Regions from separate parts of the Sus scrofa genome. Here region 2 is linked to region 1. The links are chromatin contacts, called in public Hi-C maps. All regions are on one chromosome and are shown on one strand. The core of a region is the stretch at or near the end of the contact, and the rest is flanking DNA. Distances in the headings are between cores, read along the strand shown. Region 1 holds the start of UBE2QL1 (ubiquitin-conjugating enzyme E2Q-like protein 1). Region 2 has its middle 350 kb from the start of ICE1.

Evidence for each region. Hi-C and Micro-C count contacts between places; a contact is called where the count stands out from the background.
Region 2: a Hi-C map of subcutaneous adipose tissue shows a contact between it and region 1, with 3 times the contacts expected there. The contact joins the enhancer-like site here to the promoter of UBE2QL1 in region 1. A contact is called at or near these places in 1 of 5 promoter capture datasets (liver) and 15 of 47 Hi-C or Micro-C datasets (alveolar macrophages, brain, embryonic fibroblasts and 10 more).

What each region holds. Positions count from the first base shown.
Region 1 is chr16:75,471,971-75,479,015 of Sscrofa11.1, reverse strand. UBE2QL1 (ubiquitin-conjugating enzyme E2Q-like protein 1) reads left to right here and starts at 4,510. Exons shown (of 4, transcript XM_021076776.1): 1 at 4,510-4,719; 2 at 4,722-4,860; 3 at 4,863-5,413. The coding sequence starts at 4,615.
Region 2 is chr16:75,905,580-75,912,624 of Sscrofa11.1, reverse strand. No RefSeq gene overlaps it. Among named protein-coding and RNA genes, the nearest start is that of ICE1, 350 kb to the left of the region's middle. Within about 2 kb of position 2,669, at least 8 of the 83 cell types and tissues checked have an H3K27ac peak or open chromatin away from gene starts, as enhancers often do.

The DNA.
Region 1 (7,045 bases), core at 3,261-5,760:
TGTCTCGGCAGTGACTGCCTGCAGCAGGTGTTTGCAGAGCCATGTTGGAGCACCACCTGAAGCTGTCGGTCCGGGTTGGAATCCTGGCTTCCCTGACTAGTCCCTGCATTATTTTGGATTAGTTAATTTCTCTATAAAGCAGGGATAGGGAGTCCCTGTGGTGGCTCAGTGGGTTATGAACCCAACTAGTGTCTCTGAGGACGTGGGTTCGATCCCTGGCCTTGCTCAGGGGGTCAGGGATCCAGCACTGCCATGAGCTGTGGTGTAGGTCACAGACATGGCTCCAATCTCGAGTCGCTGTGGTGGTGGCCGAGGCCAGCAGGTGTAGCTCTGATATGACCCCTAGTCATGGAACATCCATATGCCTCAGGTGTGGCCGTAAAAAGCAATAAATAAATGAATAAATAAATAAAATAGGGATACACACCTTACCTTCTTAAGGGTTTTTAATGATCATGAAGTGAATATATATATATATATATATACACACACAGACACACACATACATAAAACGCTTAGGATGACACGAGATATGAAATGCCACCTAAGCGCTGGCTTTGATGACGGAAGAACGAAGGCCATAAAGGGTCCTGTGACCTCGTGACATCAGAGATCCACACTCTGCTGCCTTCCAGTGACGGCTTCTGACAAAATGCTTTTGAGTATTACCAGCGAACTTCACGCCTTCATTCAAGGAAATAACCCATATGTGTGAACTGGGGGCTGATATTTGGAGCTGCTCTGGTTGATGCCTTTATGAGCTTTGGGGCCCCTAGAGAAATAGGACCCACTGGAAAAAAATTGGGATGCAGTCCTTTGAGACAAAGCCTCCTGGGCAAACCCAGTTCCGCACCTCTTTGTAAAAACTGCAAGTGGAGAAAGCCGGCCCCTCATGGGAGCATCACTGGGAGGCACAACGAAATTGCCAGATGATCTGCGACTGTGATAAGCAGCCTCCCTTCCTCCCCTTCCTGGCAGACTGGCCTGGGCTCTCTCTGCAGAGACTCCTGACCATTCCCCTCCCACCCCGGAGAAGGGAGGCGGAGCTAGAGATCCATAGCCGTCCTTAGAGATTACTTTATTTTACTAAACACTCTCGGTTCAACTGTCCTAATGCTGTAAACTTCACTGCCAATAAGCTAATTTCTAAAAACTGGCTAACAGCTTTTTTTTTTTTTCTTTTTGGAGTGTTTGAAAAGCAAATAAAGGAGAATCATTTTAACAACAAAATGTAACCTCTCCACGTGGCTGTAGGTACCCATTCACTCCACTGTCGACGTGGAACTTTCTAGAATCTCCTGGGATAGGAGACAGAGGAGGCCCTTCTTCCTACCCCTGAGGCTACCAACCCATCTCTGAAGCAAATATTTGTGGTTTCTGGGCTGGAGGTGTGAGGAGAGGGTAAGTCGAGAACACTTAACCTGTGCTAGTATAATAATTGTTATCCTTTCAAATTTCCTCCTTCTGGTCTTTGTTCCTATGCATATATTTTTGTCGTGGTAGCTATAGTATGGTGACATCAGAGATCCAAAATATGGGTATAATTTTGCACTCTGCTTTCTTACTTACAATTACAATTATTGTGTGGCTCCTAAATATTTTCATTTTACTATAAAATCTTCAGAACTAAAATGTTATTATTGCCGCATAAAATGTTCTCTCAAGTGGATTAGGTATAATTTACCTACCGCGTCCCCTGTTATTGTCAGTTTAGGTTGGTTCCAATTTTTAGCTAGCATTTGCCTTTAGCCCTCTCAAGAGTTGATCAGAGATGCTGAAAATGTGACAGGTAGATGATAAATAAGATAGCCACGATCTCACCTGACAGTCCTGTTTTGGCCTCTTGTTGCAGCATCGGTATGACCTGATCCTTTCACTCTCGAAACAAAAACCAAAAAAATCCCTGCATTTAGAGAATAAATTATATGATCAACCTAGTGATTCTCCAATCAGAACTAAAGGCCTTGCAGACAGCTGCTGGGATTTCAGCCAAGCCATTCCCAAGCCACACTGCATGACACACCTGCTTCGCACAGGAAACGTTTCTCCAAGGCCTCCCCCAAGGTCAGTTGGTCTGTGGCATGATGACCACACCTGCAGAGGAGGCCTTCTCACCTCCACCTCCTGGACTGGGACTGATACCCCACCCCAACAATAACCCCGCAATGCAGGCCACTGTCCCGGGCAACTGGTCAACCCCAGTGCAGGCATGAGGACACAGGGACCAGGCTACAGGTCCCAGCGCATGGCTGAGCTGCGCCAACTGCTGCGCTTCTTTGAAACGCAATTTCTTCACCAACAAAGTGGGTCAGATAAAACCCAAGACGCTTCTGTGGCCGCGAAATGATGAAACATTTATGCCTGCCTGTCACCTCTGGATCTTCTTGAATCCCTCTTCCCAGAGGTTAAATGAACTCGGGGAACGGATAGGCATTGTCATATCCTGCTCAACACCTCTTTAAAAATCAGAGCTGGAGAGAACAGGGTGCCCAAAAAAGCCCATGAGACCAGGTCAGCTAGATTTCCGTTGGCTACAGCCCAGATATGGTCACCAGCCTTCCAGCCTGCCCAAGCCGCTGCCCTGCCCAACAATCCCACCCACTGGAAAACAGCCTCTGAGAAAAGGCACCTTGGCGGCACAGCGGCCAATCCAGGGGCGGGTGTCCCAGGGTGAAAGCACTTGCCACAAGCCCTGGAGGCCTGGCTGGCCCCTTGCTCTTCCGGGAGACAAGGCCAGAAAACCAAACCCGTTAGGTCTGCGCTATCTCCGCAGTGGCCTGAAGAGTTATTTTTCACAGTGAACTCATCTTTGATAATTTGGAAAAAGACGGTAAACCGGTAAAGACGTTTAAAAACAATTGTCACGGTGACAGCAGCGTGAACAAGGTCTGGTGATAGACTTAGAGGCTTCTCAAGGTGAAAGCCAAACCAGGAACCGCGGGGAAGTCTGGGGTCCGTCCTAAGCCATTTCGGTTTTGGGGGTGATTCCTCCTACATGGCCGCGGTGGTCACCACTCCTCCCCACTGCGCACTTGGGCCACGCACTCGGGACCGTGCGCAGCAGTGCGATTCTTGCAAACTGATTCCCTCCTGCCAGGATGTTCCAGCTTCTGGGCTCTAAACGTGCTTTGTGCTTGAAATTTCACCAGATAAAAATAAGTTTCAATCGGTTAAAGGCAGAAAGGGAGACGCGTGATGAAAGTGTCCAGGCTGAGGGAGGATCCCCACTCCTTCCGCGGCGGGCCCCGAGGTCACCCGCGGGTAATGGGGACTCCGGGGCCTCAGAAGCCCAGCCGCGCGCCCTGAGCATCCGCTGGCGCCAGCACTGGACGCTTTTCCCCCGCCGCGCAAGCCAATGCCCCGCGGCTGCGTCTTCCCCTTTTCGGAACTCAGGAACCCTCCGGCGTGGCGGGCTGCAGAGGAGCTGGCCCGGCCGCAGGGGTGAATTCACCCTTTAACGTCGTGATTCGAGGTTGCCGCGGGGATGCTTCCCGCGACCTCATCCCCAGGCCCTGATTCTTTGCTCTGTCTTTGGGAAAGCGCTGGTTCCCCAGACCCCGGCCCAGGGTTACAGTGTAGGACACCGGGCTCCATCGGGTGCGAGGGAATCAATAAACAGGTTGCTTTCCACTCTTCTCCGACACCCCTTCCCCTCCGGCTTTTTCTAACCAGGTTAAGTGAGATCGGAGGCCGGGCCGGGGGCTGAGCCTGGATCCCGGGCAGAAGGACCGGGAGCCATGGAGATCCTCATTAACCTGCGCACACGCGAGCCCCTTCTCACCCCACTCCCCACCCTCGCCCCACTTCTGCCGGCTCCCCCCGCCGCTACCTCGCAGCCCGGCGCCCGGCCGCCCGGGCGCGCGCCGATGTCTCCCCCCAGCGGCCGCTAGCGTGTCGCCGCGGGAGCCGGGCGGCAGGCGGGCGGGCGGGCAGGCGGCGGGGGCGGCACGGCGCAGGCAGGCCCGCGGCTCCGCCCCGCGCCCCCCCACCCCCCCCCCCCCCGCCAGCCGAGCCGCCCCCTCCGCGCCGCGCTGGGCTCAGACCGAGCAGCCGCCTCTGCAATGTCAGCAGCCGCAGCGGCGGCGGCGGCGGCGACGCGAGCGGCAGCGGCAGCGGCAGCGGCCCGGGCCCCGCAGTAGCCGCCAGCGCGGCACGGCCCGGCGGGCGCGCACGGCGCGAGCCCGCGGCCACCTCGCTGCCTCCGGGGCGCTGCGGACGGCTCTGCGCGCCCCGGCGCGGCGCTCGGACTCGAAGCTAGCCCGGCTGCGGCCGCGCACAAAGGACCGCGGACACCGGGCTCTCGGGGCTGCGTCCAGGGATCGGCCAGTGGACGGCCAGCCGCGCCGCGTCCCCTCCACGCCTCCCCTCCCGGGCGGCCGGAGCCCGAACCAGAGCGGGCCCCGTCATATGACAGCGGCGACCCAGGAGCCGGCGAGCGCGCGTGCTGCCCGCTCGGCTGCGCCACGGCCGCCGGCGCCCGGCGTGGCCCGCGCCGCGCCCCGCTGAGTGGTCGCCGGTCGCTGCCGCCCCGCGCCCCCTACCCCCACCCCGCCCCGGCTCTCGGGATCCGGGAGCAGGAGCCTAGGGGAGCTCTCCGCCGGCGCCGAGCCTAAAATGGCCACGCTGCTCCGCAAAATCGGGCTCATCCGCCTGCACAACCGGGACACCGAGGACCCCAAGCACCACCACAACCACCGCGGCGGCGGCGGCGGCGGCGGCGGCAGCAGAGCGCGTCGCTGCGCGGCAAGGGCGGCGCCAAGAGCGGCGGCCACAAGCCCCAGCAGCAGCACCCCGCCGGGGGCGCGGGCGACGCCAGCCCCGGGCCGGGCAAGGGCAAGAGCAAGCGCGCGGCGGAGCTGGCCCGCGCGACAAGCCGCCGCAGCCCGCGGCGGGGGCGGCGGGGGCGGCGGGCGCCGGGGGCCCCCGGGAGCGGGCGGCGGGCGCCAGGGCGGGGCCGGGCCCGGCGGTGGCGGCGGCGGCGGCGGCGGCGGCGGGGGGCGGCAGCCTGGTGCCCGCGGCGCGCCAGCAGCACTGCACGCAGGTGCGCAGCCGGCGGCTCATGAAGGAGCTGCAGGACATCGCGCGTCTCAGCGACCGCTTCATCTCCGTGGAGCTGGTGGACGAGAGCCTCTTCGACTGGAACGTGAAGCTGCACCAGGTGGACAAGGACTCGGTGCTGTGGCAGGACATGAAGGAGACCAACACCGAGTTCATCCTGCTCAACCTCACCTTCCCCGACAACTTCCCCTTCTCGCCGCCCTTCATGCGGGTGCTCAGCCCGCGCCTGGAGAACGGCTACGTGCTGGACGGCGGCGCCATCTGCATGGAGCTGCTCACGCCGCGCGGCTGGTCCAGCGCCTACACCGTGGAGGCCGTCATGCGCCAGTTCGCCGCCAGCCTGGTCAAGGGCCAGGTAAGCGGGCAGGGGGCTGGGGGCGCGCGCGGCGCGCGGGGCTGGGCGCGCGGGGCTGGCTGCGCTCGCCCCTGGTGCGCGCGGCGCTCCTTCCAAACCTGCCTGCGAAGGGGCGACGTTCCCGGCGCCTCCACTTGTCCTCCGGGAGCGCCTTCTTCCTTCTCCACCTCTGCATCCCGCGTGCGCTGCCCAGTCCCTGCGGGTCTCCCTCTTGCTCCCTCTCCCCATCCCTCTAGGATGTGCCCTCTCCCTCCCCGAACACCCTCCTCGCCCTTTTCTCCTCCGCTTTCTCCCCTATGCCCCCTCTCACTCTACCCCTCTACCCTCTGTGCTCAAGTCCTAACCCGCTGCCCGCCTCTCCCCCTGCCCTCCCCCCTTCGCCACCTCCCCACGTTCCTCCATCTCGGCCCCCCCCCCCGTCTCCTCTCCCCCACCCCTCCCATTTCCCTCTACCGCCCCCCCCCCGCCTTGGTTTCTCCCCACCAACTGTCCCTGTCATCTCCCGCAGAGTGGAACTTTGCGTGGACCTCAGAATCTAAAAGTCCAGCCTAGTTTATGGCTCCTGTCCGGCCACACACACAAAGGTTCCCCCCCCCCGCAGCATTTCGGGAGGGCTCTGTAAGTGGGGAGCTCTGCGGAGGGCCAGGCTCCCGCTGGTGAATCTGCCCCTTTGCTCTGCTTCCTCCAAAACATCACCTAGTGCGAAGCGAAAATTTTGCTCTTGAGAAATTTCACGGGAAAGGCGGAGGTGTGGTTTGAATGGTACTTAAGTGACAAGACCAGACTCTGGTCAGGGAAAGGCCTGGTGCCTGCTTCTTTCCAGGACTGACACCTCTGGAGTAGTGGTTCCAGGTCTGGGGCTCCCTCAGACCTGTCTCTTCTTTTGGTTTCTTCGTGCCCCCCGGGGAGGGGCTAAAGATTTTAACTAAAAATGAAAATCAAGGGCAACTGGATGCCTGCATCTTCTGCCTTACTGCCCCAGGCGGCAGCTTTACCGAAAAGAAACCCCAGAGAACTTGAGAGCAGAGAATGATGGAATCGTCTGCAGTTCGTCCGCTGCAGGCAGAGGGTCTGCTTTTCTCTTCCCATATTATCTGCCTTTGATCATGTTTAAGTGGCTCAGCGTTTTCTCGAATCGTTATTAAACATTGCTTAATAAAATCCTAAGTTTATATGGGTGTCTTTTAGCTTTGTGAAGAATCGCTGTTTTGTCTGGAAGACCCTGAATGACCTCAGTTTGATCTTTCTACAGCCAGTATTTCAGAAGCCATCAGTCCCCTGTCACCTGCCTCTGTCCCTTTCACTGCGGGATCTTTCCCACTAATCAAATAATGCTTGTTCCGCCAATGTCACTAGAGGTGGAACTCCAGGGATTCCAAGCAGAAAGCGTTATGACTCCAGTGGAGAAAGGCACTTAGTCTTGACTGAGGTCTGCTCTCACCAAGGGACTAACCTGCTGGTCCCTCTTCTCTGGGGTTTAGCGTCCACTTATTTCTTGAGTTCCAAATAGGATGGCTGTGGCAGCTCTAGAAAGGCATCTGTAACTGAGCAAGGTTTAATGCTTTAGTATCAGTTAAGGATCATGCTGAAGCCTGCGTTCCAGGCTGGCTGGGATGATAAATGCCTGTGAGT
Region 2 (7,045 bases), core at 1,420-3,919, 440 kb before region 1:
GCCATGAGCTGTGGTGTAGGTTGAGGATGTGGCTCAGATCCCACGTTGCTATCAGCTGTAGTGTAGGCCAGGTGGCTACAGCTCTGATTAGACCCCTAGCCTGGGAACCTCCATATGCCGCAAGTGCGGCCCTAGAAAAGACAGCCAAAAAATAAAAAATAAAAAAAGAGTGTTTTGACTATCAATCATATTTTGTATATAAAGGTAATTGTTAATAAAAAAAACTTGGGATCAATTATTTTGCAGAATAAGAGTGTATTCAATAGTATTTTTCCTTTTAAGGAAGAAGTCTCGGTATTTCCCAAATCTTAACGAATTTGCCTTTTAGAAGAAAACAATCCTAGCTCTAAAAGTCGTGCATTCAATTGCCTCATCAACCACCGTCTGCTAAAGCTTTCTTTCTTTTCCCCCCACGTGCCGAAGGGCAGAACCAGTTAAAATGGTTGTTATTGTCCACGTGGCTTTACTGTCCTGAAGATGATCACTCATTTACTCAGTCACTCTGTCATCAAACATAAATTCCTATTTAGGGAGGCCCTGAGCTATACATTACGGAGACAGGCTCCCTGCCCCCGAGAAGTGCATTTCCCAGAAGGGGAGACAAGGTATATTAACAGCAGCCCTCTGACTCCAAAGCCACTCTACCCTCCAGCAAAATGCAAAGTGCCAAGGAGCAAGGAGTGTGTACATAGGAAGGACTGAGCCACCCGGGGAGGGTGCCACAGCCTGCCACCTGCAAGTGGAGAAGGCAGGCTTGGCCAAGTGGCAGTAGGTGCTGAGAGCCAGTTGGGGGTTTGGGCTTGATTCATGGAAGATGACAGCATGTCCACACTGATTCAGAGTGTCAGGGGCTAACTGGGATGGTTAGCCTGGATGCCGCTGACAATTTGGGTTACATTAAGAAGCAATATTCAATTTTACAGTCCTTCCCCCAAAGGATGCCAAAAAGCGTCTGCAAGGTGTGGGATTTGGGGAGCAGAAGTTGGATGGGGTGTATGCTTCCAGTATGTTTGATTTATAAAGACAAGGAGCTACCTCAGCAGTGGCCAGAAATAGAAAATAATTATCACAATACACATAACACTTGGCCCAAGCTTATAAATGAGATTGTTCAGGGTGCCAAGGTTCCATTTGGAAAATAATCTTTCCCAGCCAGGGTGTGACACTCAGCTGGCTTGGAAAGGTCCTGGGCAAGCCGTGAAACCACCTGGGCGTGTCCTCTAACAAATGCCAGGGCGTGGGTGCTCAGCCCTTTGGTAGTTCAAGCAGAAATGTCATGTCTGGCACCTGCAGGAGGCTGGAAAGCATAACGGGCCCCTTTCAGGTCCAGTTTGTCCATTCTTCATGCTCTGCTGCATCACCGTCTGCTCTTTGGTGAAGGGCATCAAGAGGGGGCTTTCAGCAGCTGAAAGACACGGAAAGACCCACGTCCATCAAGGCCAAATCTCAGCCAAGGGAAGGGGCAGCAAGTGAGGACCTCAGCCCAGGTCTCAGTCCCCAAGTAGATGCTGAACAAAGAAGCCCAGATGGGGCAGCGAGAGGCAGCTGGAAGGGGGATCTCCCCTGCTTTCCCTGTAGGGGGGACACCTGGAACCCCCGCAGCCAGCTGCTCACATCCTTGAGTCCATCCCACATGCCTACAGCCCCCCACCAAACTTTGAGGACATTCCCCAAGGATACAGTGGTGGCCAGCTCTCAAAGATCTATATGCTAAGAGTCAGAGTTGGCCCCACTGTGTGTCCCCCCGACCCCCCGCGCCAGTGGAACCAAAGGGTTTTGCTCCCCTGTGTAGGAAAAAAATAAACCTAATTCTGCCCATGGTTTTAGAAAATGTTGACTTCTCTATCCACCTGGGGAACCCACCCAGAATCGACCCAAATCCACTGTGTCCTATTAGAAATGACCCACGCGCATGCTCTTCTGAAGTGAGGTATAGCATCCTCTTTACTGATAAAGAAGAGCAGTAAGAAACACAAAACGTGGAGTTCCCCTTCTGGCTCAGTGAGTTAAGGACCCAAAGTCATCCCCACAAGGATGTGAGTCAATCCCTGGCCTCACTCGGTGGGTGAAGGACCTGGCGTTGCCGTGAGCTGTGGGGTAGGGCGGCAGCTGCAGCTCCAATTCAACCCCTGGCCTGGGAACCTCCATATGCTGCAGATGCAGCCCCTAAAAAGTTAAAGAAAGAAAAGAAAAACCCAATGTGTACAGTAGAGAGAGAACGCAGTACTTCTCTCTTCAAAGTCCCACCTTCTGCTTCTGTGATAAGCGATGGTGAAAGGGCCTTGGGATTGGAGAAACCAATTGTACCGTCTCCTGTGATTTGCGTATTGCATAGACGCCATGTGTCTCCCCTAGACATCATAATACAGTAACTTACCCAGGTTTATAGGAAAACATTTTAATTGGGGTAAGTAGTCTGTTCTCAGTCTCTCCAATGGAGTGGATATTGCCTTTTTCTGTCATAGGAGAGGCTGCAGGGGCATCATTTTAAGAGCTGGATAAAGGCAACAGCTGCTTTCTGATCCACCTGAGACTGCAAAGCCCAGCACAGGCTGTGCTCCCAGCTGAACAGGCACAGTTGGCCTGGGCAGGGCGCACGGTGTCAGCCTGCCCACGGCAGACTGGCCGAGCTTGGGGGCAGCTTGCCGATCCTGATGCTGGGCTGGTGGGGAGGGGACCAGCAGCCAGGCGGCTTTCCAGGAGCTTTTCCAAAGGGCAGGCTCTCGCCCTGCCAGGCACCTGTCATCCCTCCCCGCAGGCGCAGGCTCTGCTCTGGCACCCACTCCCCTGACGCAGGAACAGTGGGGAGTCACACGGCTCCATCCCCACAGGTTAACCTGCAGAACAAAGGTTTGGCAGAGAAAGCAAAGGGAGGTTGGCTGAGTCCCTTTCTGCTGGGCTTGGGTCCCTGCCCTGAGCATTGTCTGGACTTGGTGGAGAATCCAGGGGCTCTCCCACTGCCCGTGAAGCACGGGCCATTTCTCCCCAATCCATAAATTCCGTCAACCCCTCTCTCATCTCTTCCTTTTTCTTTCTCTTTTTCTATTTCCTTCCCTTTCCCGCACTCCCTCCTTATCCAATCATTCAAGCCAAGGCTCCTACTCTACAAGTAAGGGTTTGTTTTTATTTTATTTTAAAAATACATTTTTTTGTTTTTTTTTTTTGTTTTAGGGCCGCACCTGTGGCATATGGAGGTTCCCAGGCTAGGGGTCCAATCGGCTGTGACGGGAGACCCACGGGATGGGGGGACACGGGACGGGGACCACAGCACCGCTGGGCTGAGCCGCTCCGTTCACAGTTTACAGATCTCAGCTTCTCTCCGTGCTCCCTAGGAGCCTGCGAAGTTCTGTCTTCACACGGGGAGGGTTACAACCGAGTTGATGGCTGCTGGGATGGAGCAGCAACTTCCTCCCTCTCTCCCTCCCTCCCTTCTTTCTTCTAGGATGCGGGGCTCCGCCTCAAGACCTGGGAGGCTTGTGTGAGTGACAGATTCTCTCTTCTCTTGCTCATTAACTGCCCCCCACCCCAAACACTGGATGAACGCCCAGGTGGGCCACGGCTGCCCTGGGTACCTGGGGGACAAAGCAGCCAGAAGGCCAGGGAGGTGCCCTGGGGCGTTTCCCCTGCAAAGGTACCACTGGGCAGGGCTTGCCTCCTTCCCTCCCTGCCAGGCGGGCTCTCAGTTCAGGGGGCGGCTCCAAAGGCAGAAGCAAAGCCCTCTGTTCAGAGGGGCCGGGTCCCATGGGTAGCACGGCTGGTTTTTAGGTGATCTGGTGGACCGAGATGCCCACGGCTGATGCCCTCCAGGGGAAGGTGCGACTTTCCACGTAGCAGAGGCCAGGCAAGGGGAGGTTCCTCCCGCCCGTCTTCCCAGGTCCCATCCTCCCTCAAGGTTGTCAGCAGTATTTGCAGAGGCGCCCCTCCCCCAAGGCCGCGCTCTGAAAGGGGACAAAGCAGTTCGCATATGCAGGCGCAGCTGCAAAGGCTGCAAAGGAGTCTCTGGGAAAACCTGCCTGTTGCTCGGTCGTTCGCCCCCACGAGTCCTGCCGGCCCCGCCCTCTCGAAGCCCAGGCCGGCGGCTCTCGCTTCCGCCGGCAGAGGGCGCGCGCGGCAGTCTGGTTGCGGCTCCTGGCGCTGGTGGTGGCCTTTGCCAACTGTTCAGTGTCGGAACTGCCCTTTGCTCGTGCCAATCAGTGCTGTGCCGCGGGCACGCTCCTCGGACCCCAACGAGCCCCGGGGGACCGCTCCTCGTGAGAACCACTGTCCTCTCACCCTGGGCATATACCACTTCTCAGCAGGTGTGCAGGTCGCTCTACTCCTGGTTAATTCGGGCAGGTCGTCGGAAACGCCGGAAAAACGGAGTCCAGATGGAAGCATTGGTTGGGCCAGACCCCCACTCCCCCCGCAACTCCCCAGTAATTCTGCTCTTCCTTCCCTAGTTCCCCCAGCGCTCCTGGTTTTTGTTGGGTTAGTTGGTTGGTTGGTTCTTTTCCTATCCTATGTCGCTAGTGATGAATTGTGCAGTAACCAAGTGTTGGGTGTCTCTATTTTTAGCAATAACTATACAACACAGGCCAAATGTGGCATCAGAAATGTGTCTGGGTATTAATGTCAGTGACACAAAGGGGACACTTGGCTTTCTTGTTCCCTAAGATAAAGCGGCAATCTCAGTAAGCTTCTTGGTTTAGTTCTAATAAACTGCACCAGCAGCCAACATCCTGAGAAGTTTCCCACTTTTTAAATTTTTCTTTTTTGCACTGCAGACAATTCCTCAGCTTCATGACATTAGCTTTTAACTGTGATTCATGAAGTAATAAAGGGATCTTTTATTCAAGAAGCCACTTATCCTGCTAAAAATTCTTTCTTTATTAGCTTTCTCATTATGAGCCCGTAGCAGTCATCCATTTCTCAAAAAGAGCCAGATTCCTTATCGCGCTCTCTCTCTGGAGAGGGATGTGAGAGACATGGAAATAGTATAGCAGCCAGTTGGTAATTTTTCAGAAACCCATGAGAGAATAAGTCCAAGTTCTTGATTTTCCGGGGGACTATCCCAAAGCCACAACTTCCAGGATTCATCGGTGTGGCTCAGTGTTCCCGGGAGGGCTTGTCTATGACTGACCCCAGTTAGCGTTTTGTTTGAGGTTCTTGCCTTCGGAACATCTTTAAAACCATGACAGGCAAACTCGCCCAAATTGAATTCATCTGAGACCTACCTTGTAGGCAGACCCTAGTCCACGCCCACCTTCCTGGGAAAATCTTTAACGTGTGCATTTCCCTCTGGACCCTGAGCAAGGGTGCTGTGACCTTCCGAGGTGATGGAATGGGAACTGCGATGCGGTCCCGCTCAGCACCGCTCATGTGCGTGCTCAGTCTGGTCCAGCATGAGCTCTTGGTGTGGTTGTGGGATTTCTCTCATTTCCCTGGCAACCTGCTCTTCTGAGCTCCCAGATGCCCCCAGAGTTGTGTTATCAGCCGGCAGATTAAACAGCGAGTAGGTGGAGCTGACTGTGACACCAGCAAGTTCTGAGCCGGATGGGCTGCTTTGTTGTGGGAGGAGAGAGTGCCCAGCACTGAGTTATCCTTCTCACCGTAGCCTCAGAAATGGTACGTATTTGCTCGAAAAGCCACTTTAGTGATTCAAAGTCAGGATGGCTCTCTCTCTTTCTCGAAATTCAAGGGTATTGTATTTTATTCTTTTCATTTCCAGCTAAGGGTAGGGAATGGAAATGAGACCTTTGCCTGAGTTTTCTCTCATCACTGTTCCTACTCATGACAGATCTTGGGCCTGTCTCACAAGACTAATGGGTCCTTTAAAAGTTTCTTTTGCATCCCCAATTTAAAGAGCTATATGTTTCGTGAAATGCCAACCAGGAAGTCACCAGTATGTGTGGGCAGGCACCTCCGATAGCAAGTGATAATCAGATACTTTTCCTTCCACTGGGAAACTCTGGGACCCCATGTCTGCAGGCTGGTCAGTGGCCAGTCTTCTGGTCTTCAAAGATCCTGGTCTATAGAGGTCAAGAGACATTGATCTGTAGACTCCATAAAAGTGGCAAAAGATACAGCTCCCCCCAAGGAGCTGATTGAGAATAAAGACCCCCTCATACCTGAGACTTTCAAGTAAAAATATGACAGCTCATTCATGTGTGTTTTACTGGCATCCGAGTATCAGTTGAATGAATGAATAAGAGTAAGATGATCAAACAAACAGGCATTTGCAGGAAGTACAGTCCATTTAGCCAGAGCACAAAGAAATGTTAGCAAAGGGTGAGAAGGTTTTTATTTCACTGTTTTTAAAACATTGGGATAATTGCATGTCAGAAAAGACTTGTTGATGTATAGATGAATAAATAATAAACCAAGAATGAATGGAGAAGATCATAGGTAACAAATGGGAAATTGAACAGTATCATTTACCTAAGTACACTATATTCGAAGGGATGTCAGGAATTATTAGATGTAAAGCTTGAATGTGGTATAAAAATTATGGTAATGTGGGAGTTCCCACTGTGGCTCAGTGGTAACAGACCCGACTAGTATCCATGAGCACTCAGATTTGATCCCTGGCCTCAGTCAGTGGGTTAAGGATCCGGTGTGGCCGTGAGCTATGGCGTAGGTTGCACACGTGGCTTGGATCCTGCATTGCTGTGGCTGTGGTGTAGGGCGGCAGCAGCAGCTCTGATTTGACCACTAGCCTGGGAACTTCCATGTGCCACACGTGTGACCCTAAAAAGCCAAAAAAATTATTGTAATATGTATTGGAAGGGGAAGAGGTAACAGACATACAAGTTAAGCTACTACAATAACCTAGTACTTCCTCAACTGAGATCCATGGGTTATCAATTTTATATCATTATATCACTTATAATAAGGCTATTTTGATAGTAGATTAAACAAAATTAAACATTAAAAAAAGCTGCTGACTGAGAATTTCCAAGGAGGAAAAGATAAGGCAGAATTTATAAAAGTTATTCGATCCCAGGAACGCCTTTTTCTCAAAGAACGTTGTAGGACCACTGTTGTGTGGGTAACACATTGGAAGAGG